2 separate regions of the Mus musculus genome follow, and region 2 is linked to region 1. Evidence: chromatin contacts called from public HiChIP or PLAC-seq data. All regions are on one chromosome and are shown on one strand. The core of a region is the stretch at or near the end of the contact, and the rest is flanking DNA. Distances in the headings are between cores, read along the strand shown. Region 1 has its middle 35 kb from the start of Gm23117. Region 2 overlaps Dtnbp1 (dystrobrevin binding protein 1).

Region 1 (7,277 bases), core at 1,637-4,136:
CACTCATGTTCTCAGTCAACTGGACTCCTTGGGCCATATACAAGTGGATATGCTCACACAAGCACACAGTCAAAATTAAATCTTTTTTGAAATTCCTGATTCTCTCTCTCTCTCTCTCTCTCTCTCTCTCACACACACACACACACACACACACACACACACACACTCCTTTTAAGCCCCTCTGCTGGTGTTGTGGATTTTCCACTGCTGGAAGCCTGTTGTCCCCTTTACCCTGTCCTCTCCTCTATTACCTCTGAGTGTCACTGAGCAGTGCCCCCCCCCAGCATCCCCGTGTGAACAGTCACATCCTTCCTTTGCATTCTCTCTCCGAGACTTCTGCATTTGTGGATATGCACTTCCGTGTGATATACTCACGCTCTAATTGTCGCTTAACCTTTAAATATATTTCTAATTTACTCCTTGACAATTGCACACATTTATTTATACAGCGTATCATGCTCATGTCATGCCCCGTCCCACCTTCATAGCCTCTCTGTCGCTGCTGTCCACACTGAGTCCAGCGCTTTGCACACAATCCTTTCACCAGCAGCCAGACTCCCAAAGAAAAATGGCTCTCCTCTCCCCCGAACCCCACCAATCCCTCATAGTTCCTGAACTCTTGGGGGAGTCTTATGAGCCCCTCCCTCATCAATACTGGAATTATTAAATGTAAACACACACTTTTATATCTCTCCGTGAGGATAAGTCAGCCATAATCCCCAGGTAGATATTATCTCATATAATCATAGTATTAGCCATAATCAGATATCCTCTGATCCTTTAAAACAGTGATTCTCAACCTTCCTGGTGCTGAGACATTTTAATACAGTTCCTCATGTTGTAGTGACCACTACCCTCCCCCCAACCATAAAATTAATTCGTGGCTATTTCATAACTGTGATTTTGCTATTGTTATGAATCATGAGGTAACTATCGGATATGCAGCCCCCACGGGGAGCAAGATCCACAGGTTGAGAACCACTGTTTTAAATGGTGCCAAAATTTTTATCATATGAAAAAAAAAGAAAATCATAGCCTTATCATCAGCTTCACCAAACAAAAGGGAAAGCGGACTCGCTATGCTCTCAGAGTCCGGTGTCAGTACCCTGGTTCCCTGCTTCCTTCCTGAAGCATGGACAGGAGACTTAACAAAACCCGGGTGGCTCCAAACAGCATCACACACTGCAAGCCATGCCGTGACTGTAGATCTGACTTGGGTTTTAAAAGCTTGTCTGTGAAGAGGCCTGGAAGTTCCCTGCTCTCCCAGGCAATCTTCACCTCCTGACCCCTTGCCAGCTGGGACAGCTGCTGCTGCTGGGTCGAGTCCCCTTTGACATGTAGTGTCTCAGTTTGCTTTCTGTGTCCGTGACTGTGGTGCTTAAATTACTTTGCATTCAACAAGCTCTTGGGTTTAATCCCACTATTGCAAAACAAACAAACAAGCAAAAAACCCAAGGAGGTCAGAGAAAGGGGTCACAGGGGGTTGGATGTCCTTAAGAAATTGAGGTGTAGTCTAGGAGTTGGTTCTTTATGTTCCCCCAAAACTTCTGTTCACTTTAATGGCTGAAAGCATGGGCAGAAGCAGAGAGGACCTGGTCAGATTAGACAGAGCAGGCAAGGGAGAAGGGTTCTCCGGTTTGCGGTGACCAGGACTGGCAGCTGCTTCCCACCAAGCTGATTGACTTGTGATCTAGCACAGGCCGAATACCTGCCTGCCACGTTTCCCCTTTCTTATTCAGCTCCGCATCTTACCTCTCTGCCCTAAGAGATGCTCTGTGCTTGATCATCAGAAGGCCTGGCTCAGTCTGGTCTCTGCTTCTTTTGGGCAGGTCGGCACAGGCATCACCACCATTATACCATCACAGGACCTAGGAACCCCACTCACCTCGGTTCCCAGGAACTTGAGAGGTGCAAGGTTTCTTCTCCCTGCAATAGGGATCCATGGAGAAGCCCTGTGGCTTCCTGGTATTCTCAGCTGTCAGGCTGCCTACAAGAACCCACCGGCCCCCTGACAACCACCTAGGCTGTCTTCATTGCCTTCCCTCCCAGTCAGGTGTGAGAGGCTGGGGGGGATGAGGGGCGAGGCTGTTAATCAGTTAGGCAACCCTGATTACATCTTAATAACAAATGCAAAACACCGAGAGCAGCAATTTGCAGTAATGGGAAAAATCAGCAGGGCCCTGGGGTGAGACAGGAAGTAAACACTCTCCAGGTTCAAATTTGGGGAAGGAAAAAAAAAATCACTTGTGAGAACCCTGGTGATGCCAGGAGAAGCCTGTGCCTTGCTGCTAGATGACAAGAGACTGCAGAGCAAGGAGAGGCTGTAGCCAGGGCCAAAGGCCACTGACTCCCTGCCTGTCTGCGGAAGGAATCTGCTGTGGGATGCTTCCAGTGCACAGACTCTTACCAGCCACAAGAGGCTAGGCTCAGCCACCAGACCCAATGCCAGTTAGAGAGTGAAATAACGGAGGAAAAACGAAGAAGAAATTTAGCCGGTCAACAAGAAGAGAAATGAATAAAGGGGTCTCCCTTCCCCCAACTTCGCCTTCAGGGTATAGACCTGAGCTTCTTGGGTTAAATAGAGGATGAATTGGGGCAAAAGGCAAGTGGTGCTCAAGAAAGGGTTAATCATTTTTTCAGCACTAGTTCTGTAAGGTGATCCCCAAAAGTCCTTAGTGCTTGAAGGGACACCACACTGGTTCTTCAGAGAAGAGTATTTAAGCTCCAGATTGCAGCCTAGCCACAGGGAGTCGGAGGAGCCTGAGGCCCAAGGTGGCTCTATCCTGCAAGGCTTCGCTCTTCCGAGAATCCGGAAGAGGACAAAGGCTTATCTTGGTTCTTCAGCCTTGAAGGGGAAAGATAAAGGTTAAGTAGACACTCCCTAAGGAGATTAACACGCCTATGCTGAGCCTTGCTGGAGTCTGAGCCAGAGCCAGAAGGAGACAGACACCGATGTAAACAGCTGTGTCAGAATTTAATCGCTCTTAGGCCAAAGCGAGGGTCTACAGCGTAGATGCCATGATTTCTAGCAAGAGTAGCATCTATGAGCCCGTTATAGGAATGCCACACTCTCCCTCATCTTGTCCACCAAAAGTCTGCCAGAAACCGACAGGAAAGATCTCTACTGGTCAATTCTGGCTAAACAAGCATACTCAACCGAAAGTGCTGCGGGGTGGCCAAGACAGATGACTGCTGTCTGCCTCAAGAGTCCTTCCTACCTTAGTCACACCACGTCAGAAAGCTGAGGGAGGCTTCAGTACATGGTATCCAGCCAGGAGAGCCTTTCTTTTTATCTCTCATGATCCATTTGGAATGCGAAGGCGCAGTTGTTTCCCACTAGAAGGTAAATTGCTTCACGGTGACCATTTTTCTTCCTCTTTTGAGAACATTCCCAACCCCGAACACACATATTTTTCTTATGTGTAATTTGATCCGGATGGTTTCTTGACCTGCATCCAAATCAAGCCGTGGGTAATTATTACTGTCACTATTGTTATTAACACTGATATTTATCATAATCTCACAAATGCCGGGGACAGCCCTTAATCTTGCTGTTTTATTTGGTTGAAAGGAAAATGTGAAGCGCTGGCCTCCCTCCCGGTTTAGCCTCTTGTATTCAGTTTTTACCAAACTCCTACATGGGGATAATTAGCCCAATTTCCAGGGATCCCGAGTCAGCTATAACTCTGAATTGTAGTCACAGGATGGAGCCAAGGCCAGCAGGTGGAAGTCGCTGAAGTTAGATTAATCTCACTGACACAAGGACACATCCAATTGTTAGGGCTCATAGCCAGCTGCCTGTTTCTGCAACCCAGCTCCTTGGAAATAGAAACACTCACGTAGAGCCCGTAGAGGATCATGTATGAGGTCGTAGAACTGAAGGGGAACTCCCTTCCACTCTTTGAAGAATTGCTAGTCTCAACTAAAAAGAAGGAAGCCGTGGAAAGATTCATGCATTTATTACAGGCAGGGAAGCGCTAACCGTGATTTGGAAACTGAAGAACTCCTCTTGGAGAGTAGATGGAAACTGAAGAACTCCTCTTGGAGAATAGATGGGCGGAGTGGGGAAACGCAGAAAGTTTGTAGAAAAATAGTAAATGGCTTTCAGGGAAACCCAGTAGTGTGCATTAGAGAGTATTCTGTGGCCTGTGACAGTCTATTTGGCCTGGATGCGAGACAGTGGTTTGGGAAAGATTCTCTATAGACCAAACTATGGCTTGTGATGAAAAGTCCACCCAGGTGTGTTCACCAATCTCAGCCATCTTCCTGGGATCTGAGCTGCGTTTTCTCTGGTTAATAGAGCTGTGTGTGCAGCCTGAGAGGGCACTCTGCTTCTCTGTGGGCAGATGGGATCTTGGGAGGATGTGGGGCCTTTGTAGAAAATCTCTTTCTGTTAGAGATGGGTGGAGACAACGGAAGGCCAGGCACCTTAAATTCTGTGTTAAACATCTGGCCTTTTAGGCATTTGGGGGTACCAGTCGCTGAGTTCCAATTTAGAAAAAGAATAAATTTGGTCTGCACGGAATTCAGTTAAGTCTGAGGCAGGGGGGCCCAAGAACCTGCATTTGTTGCTGGCACGGAGACAGACTCCGATAGCAACAGAAGAAAGAGTCAGTTTAGATTGTTAAGCTCTGCTCCGGGTCTAAGGTTTTATGGTGCCCCAGGAGCAAATTATTTAAGTAACCAGAATCCACCTCCCTGTAAAGAGTTGGGCATGGCCGACCCGTTAGAAGTGTTAACGAAGATTCAGAACCAGAGGACTGGGTTTAGCTCCACCCCCAGCATAATTCTGTCTTCATAGAAGACCTCATTCACTTTCTCAGGGGCTGCTCCCCCCCCCACTTCCTCCCCATCTCAGTTTGCTGGGCGTCTTCCATTGCTCATTGGGTTCAGATGGGGAAGCACAGATTGGGGTGGGGAGGACTAAAGCTGCGGCTGCCTTTTGTTCTCCTTGTCCTGGTTATACACGGTCTGACTTTGATGCCTTGAGACGAAACAGAACAACAACCTGTTTCCGGACATGTGATGAGGACAGTCACATCACCTTACCTGATGATCTGTATGTGACCCTACGCAGGGGTTGTAAAATCATCTGAGCCCATGTGTCTTGTGTCCCACAGGCAGCTATAGCGGGGGAATAAGGAGAGGCGAGCAGTCTCACAATACCTTGTAAAGCCTGTGGGCGCTCTGTGGTTGCAGATCACTTCCCGTGGACATCCTTGTGTCTGAGCAGCTTACCCTGTACAGCCACACATGAGGCACTGTTTGGAGAAGGAGCATGACACTGGGGACAGCAAACACTGTAGGAGAAAAATCCAGGCCATTTCCACTCTGTAACTAAAGCTTTCTTGGGCTAGAGGGATGTGGGGGAGGCAGAAGTGGGGAGGAAGGAAGGGAAAGGAGTCTTGAGTTTCACCAGGAAGCCCGAAAGGAAAAGAAATGGTACAAACCAGGGTGTGCGTGTGAGGGATGGGCTCTGGGGAGGGTCCCTGGGCCTGCCAGGGACTCCTCTGATTCTACCCTGCCTGTTGCAAAGAAACAGCCTCCAAGAAGCCCTTTCTCCATCTCTATCCTCTAGCCTTGCATCCTTTTGGAAACCTAGGAAACATATTTGTGGACCAAAGGAGTGAGGAGACAGGCAGTAGGCTAAGAAGAACCTCTCAGCAGAGGTCTGGGGATAATATGACAGTATCCAGAGGAACATAACCCTGCCCTAGGAACACATTTTAAAACTTCATACCTCCTGAGGTAAAAAATGAAACCTGGAAGAAAGAGGAGTATCTTGATTTAGCAAGGAATTGATTTTTATTTTTTTAACCCCTGGAGTGAATGTTACCAAAATAAACAAAGAGAACATTTCAAAACTATATATATATATTTTTTTGCACCCTTTGCATTTTAATTTGGCTTTGCAGCTATTATAAGAAGCTCAGGGGGAAAGTCGCAGGTAAAATTCTGGAGAGTCCTAGCGAGCTGTCTCATCTTTGAAACTGTAGCAATGAGGGGACAATAGAAATGGGTTCAGGGGATTCTCAGGGGCTCTGTTTGCATGCTGGAATTCTTGGTCCTGGGCTCTTGCATCTCCCACAGGTCTCTGACATACTAGAGGCCATAGAAAAGAAGCAAACTTAGTTAACACCAAAAAGATCTTGTCCTGCCTATCCTACAGAAAGCTGTAAAGTGGTTCCTGAAGCTGGAGAGATGGCTCAGAGGTGGCACAAGAAGCCCGAAGACCTGATTTCAGATGTGAGCAGCCATGTAAAAAGCTGGGCATTGTGGTGTACTTCCACAACCCCAGGGCTCGGGTAGAGGAAGGCCCAGGGACAAGGCTCCTGGGGGCTCTCTGGCTAGCTAGTCTAGCCAATCAGTGAACTCCGGGTTCAGTGAGAGACCCTGTCTCAAAAATTAGAGAGTAATAGAGAAAGATGCCAGATATTGGCCCGTGACCTACATGTGCAGACATTATTGAGTGCAGTTACACAATGTATGTATGTATGCATGCATGCAGAAGTGGTTATTAGCACCTCTCCACAAGGAGTTGCTAGCTGGTCTTAGGGGTTAAGAGGTTGACCAGTGGCATTGCTACAGCCTCAGCTAAAAGGGGTCCTTCACCCAGGCTTTGAGCAACTGGATCCAGGAAAGCTTCCAGCAGACCAGCAGAGAGAGAGAGAGAGAGAGAGAGAGAGAGAGAGAGAGAGAGAGAGAGAGAGAAAGAGAAACTGTCTCTGGGACACCTGCTGACATCATTCCATAACCCTGCATGACTCTTGTCACCTTCTGATGTTCTCAGCCAGGAGGACACTCCTGTTTCCTCAACAAAAACAGCTGGGATCACCAGAGGACACTCCTTGCAAAGATCCAGCTGGCCTCCATCAACATATCACCTGATCCTGTGTCCCTTTCAGGAGCGATGACCATCTCCCCCACAGTAACAATTACCCTGGAGCTGAGCTTGTGAGGAGGGCAAGCAGAATCCTTTTAATCTCCAAAATAATGCCTCCATCCTTTGTCCTCTTTGAGAAAGGGAGAGAGTGACAAATACCCTAACAGCCTTTGTTGATTCTGGAACTACTGAAAAGAAACAAATGCTTTGGAATGGAAATAAAAGTGTAACGTGAAGCTGCCACACATACAAACATCCATCTGCATGCAGAAAACATGTCCCCAGTGTGACATTCTGGGAAAGAGCATCACAACACAGGGCTGGCTCAGATCATCTGCGCATGACATAAATATAGGTTTATGGAAAAGCAAGCCAAGTCCCCTGTAAGTCACCT
Region 2 (7,277 bases), core at 2,334-4,833, 1.0 Mb before region 1:
TCCCAGGAGAAAGCCAGTTCACCCTTTTTCAGTAGCTCTTCACTTTTTTAACTCGTGGCAAGCTGAAGTCAGCAGGAACCTTACAGTGCTCTGCCAGCTACAGTGTACTGTATAGCATGAAATGTCTTGCCGAGTTACTGATGTAGGATAGTCACATTATTCTCTGCAGCAGTGCCTTGTAGTTCTCTCATTCTGTGGCTGACAAAATGCCATGAGTAAGTTTGCTTCTTGCTGCATGCTGCCTACATTTGAGCCACCAAGTGTAGCTAGAAATGCCCCTCTCCTGCATCCTAGCTTGTCCTGCCATTGGCTCACTGGAGACCGTTCCCCTGCCCCCTCATCACACTGTTGGCTTCTCCATCTATCTCACTGTGCAGTGCTCTTCCCAAAGCAGGGGAGGAGGCACAGCCACAGCAGAAAGTGGCTACTCTGAAAGCTACAGTGGGTGTGACTTACTGGGTCATCTTGAACCAAATAGGCTTTTGTTTTGTTTGTGAGAAGTGTTTTTGTCATTGACCTAAATTAAAGTCCAGAGAGAAAGTGTATGGCAGATAGCTGTTGTGACCCCCAGGTTATAGAACCTTGATGTAGTACGGTCCCTTTCCTTTGTGAGCAGACACCTTCTTAAACATTGACGTTTCAGATGCCAGTGCTGTGTTTGTATTACCTCTACTCCTCCCTCTCAAACCAGTGACCCTTTTTCCTATAGTTGATGTTACACATACATGTAGACATACATACATGTACATGCCTATAACCTACTGAGCCCTGTTTCTTGTTGCTCTTACATCCTTGGATTTGTGGCTGACTGCTTGGGTTTGTATGACCCATGGAGACTCATCCCAAGGGAAGACAGATTCACTTTTCAGTAGCCATTCATTGCTCATAGCTCTTCATTTAGGACTTGGGGCCTTGTGAAATTCTCCTATTTGTGTTGGTATACTGAGTAAACGTGTGTGTGTGTGTGTGTGTGTGCGTGCACATTCATGCAGGTAGAGAGCTGAAGTTGGTATCAAGTGTCTTCCTGTATCCATTCTTGTTTCTGTACTGAGACTGGGTCTCCTGCGGAACCTGGAGCTCACGGACTCAGCGAGCCACCTTGCCCTAGGGATCCGTCTCTGCCTCCAAAGTGCTAGAATTACAAGTGGTGCTACACCTGCTTGACTGTAAATGGGTTCTGTGGTTGGGTCATCAGGCTTGTGTGGGTAACAGCTTTATCCATTGAGCCATCTTTCCAGCTCCTAGCAAGACGTTTTTATTGCTTCTTTGCCAGTTCTGTTGTTTGTGCATTTGGGAGATGCAATACCAAAATACTTGTTCTAACTGGAAAATTAGCACAGTGTTAAAGGAGCTCTGAAGTCTCTTGTCTGATGACAAGTAACCTGGGAAAGTAAGGAGTGATGGGTTGCTTTCTTCTTCTTAGTTTCCCTGGCAATTACTCCTTTTCCAGATATCTGGCTTTGAGCCCTACTAATTACCTTCAGAGGCTTTTGTATTATAAAGCACAAAAGTTTTGTTTTCTCACACCAGTGTTAGGCAGATTTATACCATAGTATCCTTTCTTTGGGTAGGGAGACTGGGACAGGGACTCCTGATAGATCTCTGGAGGTCTGTGACCCACTTCAAAGACGATGGGACTGAGAGTGACCGTCCTGCATCCCCTGCCTTCGTGGATATTCCTGCACGAGACATTTGCCACATTGTACGCAAGTTGTTAACATGACACCTTCTAGTCTGTGTTGAAGCAGACAGCCAAGCATGGTTATGGTCCTGACCCCAGAGCCTAGGCTCTTTCTGCTCCATCGTTCCTCTTGGAAAGGAAGGAAGCAGAGTGTTGTGTATTTCTCTTCTGAGTGTTTAATGTGCTGGCGCTTCACCACCAGGGCAGTGCAGAGTCCTGTTAGATTGTGGGTCTTCAACAGTTCATTGAGTATAGCAGCAAGATTATACAATTACCTTTCAGTGTATACTTGAACATTCTAATGCATTTTACAAGTTGTTATTGCTATAGAACAATATCTCCAAAGATGCCTTTCTGTTTGTAATTGCAACTTTAGACAAACATAATCAGTTTTTTGTCTGTAGATTTTTCTGGTTATTTCATGTAAATGGCACATATTATATATGTTCACTTGGCTTCTTTTGTTTACATTTGTGTGGAGATAGATGTATATTCCGACAGTTACCTGGTACTTCATTTCCTTTTGTGAGTAACATTACTATAAACATAAACTATCGGACTGGAGAGATGGCTCAGCGGTTAAGAGCCCTGACTGCTTTTCCAAAGTTCCTGAGTTCAAATCCCAGCAACCACATGGTGGCTCCCAGCCATCTGTAATGAGATCTATGAGATCTGACGCCTTCTTCTGGTGTGTCTGAAGACAGCTATAGTGTGCTTACATGTAATAATAAATAAACCTTTAAAAAAGAAAACATAAACTATGGAGATCTTCATTTATCGTGGGTAGATCTTAGGATAGACGTTGCTGAGGTGTGTGCTGAGGTTTGCTTACCACTCCTTAGAGAAGTCGCTGATTTTCCCAGGACGGCACTGACACTTTGCATCCCTGCTAGCAGTGTGGTGCAGTTGCAGCTTCTGCCTCTCCGGGTCTGCACGGGGTAGTGTGATTTGTTCTGGTTTTGCACTGCTGGGGTTTGACCAAGGATACCACATGCTCAGGAAGTGCTCTCTTAGGGAGCTGTCCCTGAGCCTTTACCTGCCTTCTTAGACTAGAGCCACAAGAGTGAGTGTGTGATAGCTCTGATGTGGATGGCTGACTAATCACCACTGCTATTGGGCGTTTACAATGCTAACAATACGAAGGCTGGCAAGGCCAAGTCACTGGTGATAAGCCTTTGAGACTAATGCTCCGTGTTAATACTTTCTCATCAGTGCCAGTGTCTCTGAGAGAATCAACTTCAGTTCAGGAAGGATTTATTTTGGTTCATTGTTCAAAAATAAATAAATAAATAAATAAATAAGGCTGTTTGCCAGGGAAAACATCCCAGTGAGTTAGTTCAGTTGGATCTGTGGTGACAGGCAGGAAGCAGCAAGTTGGGGGTAGACTAGAATAGTTACTACCATTAAGACCCCATTCCCAAGGGCTGGAGAAATGGTCCACCTCTTAGGAGCATTTACTGCTCTTCCGGGGGACTCAGGTTCAATTTCCCACACCCACAAGGCAGCTAATTCCACTTCTAAGTAATTTTATGCTCTCTTCTGGGCTCTTAGGTGCTCTGTATGCATGTGATAATGCTTTAGAAAACAAACAAACAAACAAACAAAAACCATCTTCCAGAGGTCACTTCTAAGTAGGCCCCATTTCAAAAGCCTTTCCAAACTCTCAAAACAGCCACCAACTGGGAATTAGTGTTCAAACCCTGTGGGGACATTTTACTTCCAACCATGATATCCTTGTTCCACAAGGCAGCCAGTCTCTGCCTCCTGGTCTGAGCCTTCCCACAGTTTCTAATTCCTGGTCCATTCTGTGAAGAAGTCACTGCTGCATGCTCTACTGTTGCTCTACTATTGTGCACTGAGCTTCTCCGGGGACGCAGCTTCTTCATCGTGCGGGGGCTGTTTCCTCAGAGAATGTGAGCAGACACACCCTTCTCCCATGACTGTCCTGGGAGAGTGTTTTCCTTACAGCAATGCAAAAGCAACTGTTCATTTACTATACCAGTTTTGGATCTGGATATATATGATTTATTTAATTCCAAAGATGGGAGGAGAAAGACCACCAGCTCAAATCATCTTGTCCAAATTAATTAAAGCAGGCAAATAATTAAAGCAAGCTTGTTTTAGGCGTGTACAAGACAGCCTCCTCCTAGGGCGGGGTTCTAGAGGTCAGCCTTGGGTATGAGGAAGACAAAGCTCTTATGACTCAGTGGTCAGGAATTTCCAAATGGAGGATTTGGCGGGCAAAATAGGTGGGGTTACAGAAGCAGAAAATAAGCATAGCAAGTCAGTTATGACAGCCCCTGAAACAAAGACTGCCCTAACCGCAGGCAGTCATAACAAGGTAGCCATACCAACCCTTTCAAAACAAAGGTAGAGCTGCAAGATGGTGGTTAACCCTTTGAAACAAAGGCCTGCCTGCCATTCCTGGAACAGACAGTTGAATACCATGTGTAGTTAAGGTTACAGGTGGGCATAGCCCAGTCCTTGAGAAACAGAAGTTTCATCACAAACAGCAGTGAGCCTAGTTTGTCTTTACTGTAAGATGGCTTTTAAGCCTAAGACAGAGGCAGACTAGTTCTTTAGTTTGCCAATATTTTTCTTGTATAGGGATTTTCAGTGCATTTTGAAGTATAAATAAGACCTTTTGTTTTGATGGAGGTTTTGGTTGGTTGATTAGTTTTGAGGTAAAATCTCTCTAGGTAGGCTTGGTTGGTGTGTACTTTCTATGTAAAGTATGTTGGCTTCAAACTTGTTATACCTCTCTCTATCTCTGCTTCCTGAATCTGGGATTACTGGCATGAACCACAGTGCTTAGCTTCAAGTGTTTTCATTTTGACAGTTTCTTTTAATTTTTTTTTTTTAATCTGCCTTCTTTCCATATCCTAGAACTCTGCTTCACTCGAGACTGAGGCTCTCCTGTTCTGTTTAGAGGTTTTTGTAATTGTCAGGTTCCATTTGGATGGGAGGTCATAGAAAGCTGTGTGAGGGAGTAGTGTTTTAGCTCAGAGAGGGGCGAATACAGTGTGTGGGTGAAACGCCTCGTTTGCCTATCTGGGTGCAGTTCTTAGGCTGGAGCACAGTACTGCTCCTGGAAGTACTGCATGGAACCATCTCTGCTAAATTAGCCATAGACAGAGAGTATGACCAGAGTGGCTCCACTCTGCCTTCCAGAACAGAAGTGGGTCAAAAGCCAGCTCTGGTAGCTCATATCTGTAATCCAAGCATGTGGAAGGCTGAGGCAGGGGTATTGCCATGAGTTTGACATCAGCCTTAACATCAACAACAAGAAAAGTGTGCATAGTTTGGGGAAAGATCATTGCTGTTTAGGAGGCTGTTGACCAGGCTCAAGAAATACAGTCAGCTTCGGCCTGCAGGAATTAGAACAGTCGAGCCTGATTGTTTGAAATCTCTCAAGATGGTAAGTGGGTTAGATCATAACAGTGTCTGTGGCTTCTACCCCATCCACTAGGAAAGGAGGAGCTGCTTCCAAACCTCCACACAGCAAGTCATTTTAGACCTCTCCAGGGCTGGCTTGCTTCCCTCTTCAGAAGATCTTTGGGGTGGGTGTGGGGATTGGAAGCAAGTAGGTTGTTAATCCATGTATCATTTTTTATTTTAGTTGTTGTTAATTTTGTTTTAAGATAAGGTCCTTTTTATTTAGGACATAGGGAGGGGAGATGAGGGAGTAGAGGCAGAGAGAGAGGGGAAAGAGAGAAGAGGGGGAGGGAAGTGTAGAAGGAGGAAGTGGAGGAGGAGGAGGAAGAAGCTGACCATGAACACATGGAGGGGGTGGAGAGAGAAGAGACAGAGAGGGAAAAGAGGAAGAACAAGAGTAAAGCAAGGCCAGGGTTGGTCTCAAGCTCTCTAAGGATGACCGTGGACTGAGCCTTCTCCCCCACTTAAGTGCTAGAGTCACCACCCTGCCTCACCTACGTGTGTGCAGGCAGACCAAAGGTCAGCTTTAGGTGGTGTTCCTACGAAGCCTTCTACCTTGTTTGTTGAGACAAGATCTCTGACTGGGACCTGGAGCTTGTTGCTTAGGCTAAGGGGACTGGCCAGGGAGCCGTCTCACCTGTCTCCGTGTCCCCTGTGCTAGGACTACAGGTGCACACCGCTGTGCTGGCCGCTCATGTGGGTGTGGGGGATCGCGCTCCTGCCCTCATGCTTTTGATCTGTACAAATACTTTTACTGAGCTGTTTGATTAGTCTACATTTTTTGGTTTTGGTTTATCAAACATAAGGCAACTAGTAAAAACATAAAGTGTGTGTGTGTCACTGTGATAAACACCATGACCAAAAGCAACTTGGGGGGGGGGGGGGGCAAGGACTTATCCTCTAGGCAAGTCAGGTTAGGAACTCAAGGCTGGAGCTTAGAGGTAAGGACTGAGCCGAGGCTGTGGAGATGGGCTGACCCTGAGATACTCTCAGGGCTAACTCAGCCTACCTTCTTACACAACTCAGGGTCACTTGCCCAGGGGTGGCTCCTCCCACCATAGGCTAGACCGCCCCACATCAATCAAGAAAATGACCCACAGACTTGCCTATTTGCCAGTCTAATGAAGGCATCTTCTCAATTAAGGTTCCCTATTCCCAAATGACTCTAGTTTGTGTTAAGTTGACAAAAAACCTAGCACAATGTGGAAGAAAACATGACCCCAGGAGAATGTGGGTTGGTTTCAATTGATGGTGCTTTGATCAGTTCCGTTATGCGTGTGACTGTCATCAAGCCCCTCACTGCATTGCAGCATTGCATGCTGTGTTAATGCAGTGAGAGCAGCATGCTTTACACCTCTGTGCCGTCTCTTGGCAGCTCTCTCCTTGGGGTGTGTATGTGTACTTTTGAAAACAGTTTATTACAGTTTTGCCTACTGGTCTTAATTTTATGACATGAAATTTCAAGTTGAAATGGTTTGAAAACACCTCCATTGTTTCTGCGAATGGGGAAGATGAGAACCCAGTTCATATTTGTGGTGCCAGCACCATGGTGTAGTGACTGGTTATACACTATGGGGTGCAGAGTGCTCCCCACTCAGTGTCTGGTGATGGTGCTGTGGTGCTGCTGGGTGGCCACTCTACTGCAGGCTTTTCTCCTTTGTAACATTCTACTGTCAAACATTCTCCTGCAGCAAGTGTCTCATCGTGATGCCACAGACCTCACTGCAGACCACCGAGCCCTTCTGGTGATCTCCCTGTATCGGGGTGAGCAGGTTGACAGTGCATGAGGTCTCCACAGATGTGGTGCCTCTCCATCCATCCTTCGCCATGAACCCCTGAGCTTCTCCATCCTGGCTAACCAGGAAAGTGAATGTGCAAACACCTTCCATCTAACTCTAACTGCCATGCTCTCGTCTCAGAGACCCCCAATCCTTTCATGGTAAACTTATAGAATTTTACTAAAAGCCATACAATTTGGGATTAGTTTTTTTCTTCCCAATCAAAAGTAAGTAAAAATAGACAGTACTGGATATGATAGTCACTCAGCCCGTGACCTCTTAGTGATGGGATTTGAAGAGTGAGTACCATGTGCACACTAAGAGCTATGCATCCAGAATGTAACCACGAGCCCTTTCTTTTGGGCTCATCCCTCCATGTGACC

What was found. HiChIP or PLAC-seq counts read pairs in DNA pulled down with a chosen protein or histone mark.
Region 2: an H3K27ac HiChIP or PLAC-seq map of extraembryonic endoderm stem cells shows a contact between it and region 1, with 15 times the contacts expected there. The contact joins two enhancer-like sites. A contact is called at or near these places in 6 of 115 datasets of contacts at active chromatin or transcription factors (astrocytes, embryonic stem cells, extraembryonic endoderm stem cells and 2 more) and 1 of 9 other capture datasets (embryonic stem cells).

Annotation. Positions count from the first base shown.
Region 1 is chr13:43,904,095-43,911,371 of GRCm38.p6, reverse strand. No RefSeq gene overlaps it. Among named protein-coding and RNA genes, the nearest start is that of Gm23117, 35 kb to the right of the region's middle. Within about 2 kb of position 2,886, at least 54 of the 459 cell types and tissues checked have an H3K27ac peak or open chromatin away from gene starts, as enhancers often do. A contact at or near this core is called in extraembryonic endoderm stem cells, where this site is marked.
Region 2 is chr13:44,936,132-44,943,408 of GRCm38.p6, reverse strand. The region is part of intron 7 of Dtnbp1 (dystrobrevin binding protein 1); the gene reads left to right. Among named protein-coding and RNA genes, the nearest start is that of Dtnbp1, 62 kb to the left of the region's middle. Within about 2 kb of position 3,583, at least 86 of the 459 cell types and tissues checked have an H3K27ac peak or open chromatin away from gene starts, as enhancers often do. A contact at or near this core is called in extraembryonic endoderm stem cells, where this site is marked.